Regions from separate parts of the Columba livia genome. Here region 2 is linked to region 1. A link is a contact called in public Hi-C data. All regions are on one chromosome and are shown on one strand. Each heading gives the region's core, a stretch centred on a gene start, on an enhancer-like site or on the middle of the called end of the contact. The rest is flanking DNA. Distances are from core to core; before and after follow the strand shown.

The links. A called contact is a pair of places that touch in the nucleus more often than the background predicts.
Region 2: a Hi-C map of liver shows a contact between it and region 1, with 4 times the contacts expected there. The contact joins the promoter of STARD9 here to the enhancer-like site in region 1. A contact is called at or near these places in 2 of 2 Hi-C or Micro-C datasets (crop and liver).

What each region holds. Positions count from the first base shown.
Region 1 is chr5:39,969,495-39,972,318 of bColLiv1.pat.W.v2, reverse strand. It overlaps STARD9 (StAR related lipid transfer domain containing 9), which reads left to right. Exons shown (of 34, transcript XM_065065867.1): 8 at 2,333-2,402. Among named protein-coding and RNA genes, the nearest start is that of STARD9, 57 kb to the left of the region's middle. Within about 2 kb of position 1,353, at least 1 of the 3 cell types and tissues checked has an H3K27ac peak away from gene starts, as active enhancers do.
Region 2 is chr5:40,026,497-40,029,320 of bColLiv1.pat.W.v2, reverse strand. STARD9 (StAR related lipid transfer domain containing 9) reads left to right here and starts at 1,444. Exons shown (of 34, transcript XM_065065867.1): 1 at 1,444-1,584. The coding sequence starts at 1,538.

The DNA.
Region 1 (2,824 bases), core at 104-2,603:
AAATTTTCCATTATTTCCCGTAGATGCAGTGAGTCAAGGACTATCATCTGTATTTGCATCATAATTCTTGTAAGCCATTGGCAATTTTAAGGTTTGCTGACTTGATCAGGAGGTTCCAAGTGTACTGTTAGTTTGTGAATTGTGTGGTTGGTGTCAATGATATGCAGAGTACAGCGAGCACAGGATGAAGACTGCATAGAGTGGAAAATCAGAAAACTTAACCCCTTTGAGGATGCTCAGATGCTCTGCGCAATGGATTTTCCATTTACGAGTCCGGTCAGGACGTCCCAATTCTGAACACTAAGTATTAGGAATAGTTTCCAGCCCATCATTTTTCCATGTAAAGGCTGTAAGATTGTAGCCTTTAAAATGCTGAAATGGATTCAGTGCTTTGAGTTGGAATCGTTTCAAGCTTCTCCCTCACAGATGGTTGCACTGTTAAGGAATCGGCCTCTCTTAAATCAGGAAATGATGCAATCTATTTTGTTACTCTGAGACAGATTTCTGGGAGAGATCCTTTCTTACTCCAAGGCAGATTTCTAGATGAGCAAGTGGTTTTGATATTTCCATTTCTTGAAAATGACTTTTTTTTTTTTTTAGTAGCCATCACAACACTTCGTCATTTCTTTTCAAACAACATTAACAATATTTCATTTACCTTAAAGAAAAACTAAACATTTTTTACCTCTGTGCTAGATTCACTATTGCAGTATTTATAGAAATGTAGCTAGGTAGAATTTAATCCATGCTTCCATTTTATAACTGGATTCTTATTCAGTTAAATAAGATTCTGAAAAAGAGTCTGGGAAAACAATATGTGATAGTTTCCATATTCTGAGCTTTGAAGATCCCAGCGCTGTTGGAAACATAATGGGCCTCTTCCTTGAATGGAAAATATGATGACTTCTGGAATTAATGTATTGTAAAGGGACACGAGAGAGCAGAAGAAATGCTTTTGTTTGAAAATCGTCTTATACTTTGTGTGTGCGTGAGTGTGCATGCATGCACAGCACAGTTAAGGCTTTTTTCAAACTGTGTGTGATCCAATTTTTTTTTTCTTTATGTATGTCAGTTGTTAAAATTAAAATAAATTCCCATCTTTGGCTTAGATTTTGCTTTCATTTGAAGTTAAGCAAGCTGTTATCGTGTGAGGATAGACTCTCTCAAACAATGTCAGAACTACTTATTTCAGTCTTGTGGAATTTTATGTTCATCTTGATGTACATTCTAGCAGTAGATAAATTATTTGATGCAAATAAATCACTTTTTTCAGTACTATGCCTCCATCCACCCTTTTGTGGCCTGCAATAAAACTACCCAAACCTGAATCAATGTGGGGAAAGGAAATAGCCCTGGATTCTGGCTCTGAGATACAACATTTCACAAAGGAGTGTTTTACTGGGTATTGTATGACAAAGACTTGCTTCACAGCTCAGGTGATTTTTTAGGAGTCACTGCAGTACAACTGATGACTAATCATCACCATGAAATGCAAATGAGGCATATTAAACTGGGTTTCTGTAAAATACGAGCCTGTTGAGGTTAATTTTGTGTCTGCTGGCATCTGCATTTTGCAGGGGCTGGCAGAGGCGGCTCAGCGCAGCAGCACACTGCCCTCCGCCGGGAGGGAACTGTTCGTCACAACCACCACTCCGACTCAGCAGGCTCTGCAATGCAGTGTTTCTGTCATTTTGTTTTCAGTGGGCTTTTTCTCCCTTAACAATAAAATCAGATTTAAAAACAAACCAAAACAACCCCCTAAAAACAAAACAAAACAAAAAAGAAACAAACAAAACACCACACCAAAAAAAAACAAGCAACCAAACAAAAACCTGAAAGCAAAAGATATGAAAAAGACGGATGTTTCATATAATTATTTGAGCTGAATACTGGTCAAGTAAATGGTAAATATTCAAGTGGGTTGGTTCCTAATTCTGTTGCATGAGCAGAGCAACTATCCAGAGGCAATGGCAAAAAGCTTCTTTACAGGTTCTGTACCCAATTTGTGGCAGTGACATAGCAGTGACTCTTACGGAGTTTCAGTTATATTGTTTTAAAAATACCATTATTCTGCAGACAATTTGGAAAAAGGTCTGTAGTTTGAAGGTACAAGGCATTTTTTATACTGATGTCACTGCATCTGGAGGATGGACTGGAATTTTTTATTTTATTTTTTAAAAAGAAAATAGTTACTCTAGTTGAGAGACTACTTGTAGAACAGACTGGCAGCCAGCAGAACATCCTTATGTTCCTGATGTTGGGTAAAAGGTTGGGAAAACTGACTGAAACTTCCTGAGAAAAATGTACATTTAACTCTTTAAATCTTTGGCAGGATTGACTCAACATTTAGTTACAGACTACAAGCAAGTTGTAGAACTTCTAGAAGAAGGAATAGCTAAAAGGTATTTTATAAAACAACCCAGCTCCATCTTTATTTAACACTTCTTTCACCATGTGTTGTTTTCATTGATATTTATTTTACTGACAGTGTTGCCAATGCTTTGTCATGACAGGATGTCAGATTTGCTGATCTTGCACATGATGTACACATAAGATGTGATGTACCTTCATATTATTCATAGCTGCCAGCACATGCTTGTGACACGTTAGGCTCTATAGCTTTCATCTCACTTGTTAGTTATAGAATAGAATCTTAATAGTTTGGGTTGGCGGGAACCTTTAAAGGTCATCTGGTCCAACCCCCTGCAATGAGCAGGGGCATCTTCAACTAGATCAGGTTGCTCAACTTAGTGATTTAAAACTGCTGAAAATATAGTATTTTTATTTATTTTCTAGAAGCATTTAGTTTATCATTATTTAAGTT
Region 2 (2,824 bases), core at 195-2,694, 57 kb before region 1:
CTGTTGTCTTACAGTGATGATTAAAGCTGTTGTGATTTAATGCTTTCAGAAATAGGATTAAAACACTTCTAGTTAATTTGCTCATTATAATTCCTTGAAATTAAAACAAATATGTGGTTTTTGCCATATTCCAAAGAGTTGAGCATATTTTCTTCTTTTACTGGGTTCATTATTGGAGAGTTGACTGTGGAGATGATAGAGTTTAGCTAATACCATTTGCCATTGACATAGCAATTCATTCTGTAGTATGATTAAAGGGATAAATCTATTGAAATAAACAGTGATTCACAGCTTGTAGGTATTAATTTTATCATTTCTGTGGTGGGTCATAAATAGGGAAAAGCATTGGTCTGAAGGATCCATCCCATACTTTACTCTGGAACGTTTCTGTATTGTATCTTTTTCATTTAAATTTAAGGTTTCTGGAGCTAAGGCAAGCTGTCTCATGAGGAGAACTGTACTTGAAGTACAAATAAATACTACAGTTAAAAGTCAACTTAAACAGAAGATGTTTAAATGAACTGTAAAGCACACCTATGTGATATTCAGACATAGTTCAGGGTTTCTTGTATTTTTGAAATGGAAAACCAGAAAGCATCCAGTTAAAAATGAGCTATGGCACTGGCAAAAAAAAAAAAAAAACAAATGGGAATTGCCTATTGAGCCTGGCATCTTGTTCATACATACAGGTAATGCTGCCTGCTCCCACATCTTCACCATGGTGGTAGCTGACAGAGGCAATGCTGTAAAAGCAATTTTGTTAACCTTTTCGTGGTTTTTTTCTCTAGGTGGGAAATGTTTACCTGTGGAACAGTTTGACATTGAGTTCAATCATGATTCTTTGGAAGTTTCAAAATTTTATCTTGCAAAATACATTCAACCCATTTAAAGACTGGAGGTTTTCAAAGGAATTTAAAACACTTGAGAGCTTTCATTTAGCACTAGTAAGGAAATGATGCTTACCTTCCTTAAATTACTGACAAACTGATTAAATGTGGACTGCTTTGCACTTTAAATAGTGCTGGTTTTCCGATTGCCTGCACGTTACTAGGGGAAGAAACGTGATCGAACGTATGCAGGGTAAGGCTGGCAGTCTTCTATTTCTGAAACAAATTGGTTTCTCGGGGGTAGTCCCTGGTGAGAATGGCAGCACGCGTCTATAACAGGACCATCGACACTAAACTCTGAAGTAAAAGCCGGGTTATGTTGCCGTAAATGAGACTTTGGTGGTGGTGCTGCCGGGGGAGCGGGAGTACCCCTGGCCATTTTAAGCCTCTTGGTCTGAAGCTCCCGCTCTCCCGGACGTAAAAAGCCGGTTTGGGTGCTGGGGAGGCTGCCCCGGGGGCAGTTTTCCCGAAGCCCCTCCTCTCCGCCCGGGACGTTTCCCTTCCCCCAGCGGGGGGTGCCTGGGCCGGGCCGGGTCGGGCCCTCCTTCCGCGGCGGGGCGGGGCGGGCGGCTCCGCTCCTCCCCGGGCGCCGGGGCCGTGATGCGGGGCTGGGGCGCGGGCGGGCGCGGCTGCAGGGAGTGAGCCGAGCCATGGCTAACGTCAAGGTGGCCGTGCGGGTCCGACCTCTGAGCAAAAGGTGCGGAGGGGGACGAAGGGAGGCCGCGGTCGCCGCGGCAGTGGGGCAGATGCGGGGCGGCTGGAAGGGGTGATCGGGCGCCGCTTGTCCTGTCTCCGCTGTGGGGTGGTTCAGCTGCGGCTGAGGGAGGGACAGCAGGCGCTGGGGAGCTTTAACGATAAAGTACAAGGAGTGGCAGAACTTTTTTCTCCGGGTCACTAAAATAGCTTGGAAAGTTATCTTGCAAAAGTCCCCCAACTGGAGCTGTTGGGCTGACTTCCCTCATCCTGCGCTCCCCAAAATAGGATCATTGTCATCCAGTGTAAGGGAATCTTCTCTTCCCCTTCTGCTGTTGCTGTTTTTTCCAGCGGGAGGCAGAGCCGGATATTCCCATTGTCGCTCAGCTGCGCTGCCTCCCCGGCTTGTTGGATCCAATGGAAATCCCAAAAGCTAAATGACAACTCCCACAAACAAGAAGATGCCGTAGCACAATGCTCTAGTGTTGTTTTGATATAATGCATAATTAAAACCTTGCAGACTTTGGAAATTCGGGGAGGAAAATAAAGAACAAACGCAAGCAGCCCAAATTTCAGTAGCTGGTAATTTACTCCTCCTGTTAGAGAAGTGCTATAGCACTTCAGGCAGAAATGGTTTTAAAAGGGGTATGAGGTCTGAGAGCTGATCTTTGATTTGATGCTGCCTTTCTTTTTAGCATGAGACCCTCATGTTGTCGTCTGTCTGCATGGAGTTCTGCGATAAATAACTCTTTCATGTAGTAGAGAAAATGATTCTTCAAAAATTTCCCAGCCAGAAAACTAGTCTAGTAATTCAGCCAGCTGCACACTAGCATATTTTGGACTCTTCTCTTCTTATTTGTGTGTGTGTGTGTGTGTGTATATATATATCTATATATATCTATATAGATCTATATAGATCTATATAGATATATATAGATATATATATATCTATATATATAGATTTTTTTTTTTTAAGAAAATATACCAGGGAGTGTTGAATAACATAAAAACCTACCCAAAACAAACCTGCTAGTGTTAATAGAAAAGGGAAAGGTGGAAAGTAATTTACGTGTTTGCAATATATTTTACCTTTAACTCAAAGCTGTTTAAAAAATCCTGTGTTAAGCATTAACATTAAATGGCAATTTGGTAATGACACTAAGTTATCCAGACTGTAGGACCCTTTTGGTTCAGTCTTGCAGAGTTTAGTGGAGACTGGAAGTATTTAGAAGTCTGACTTGGGA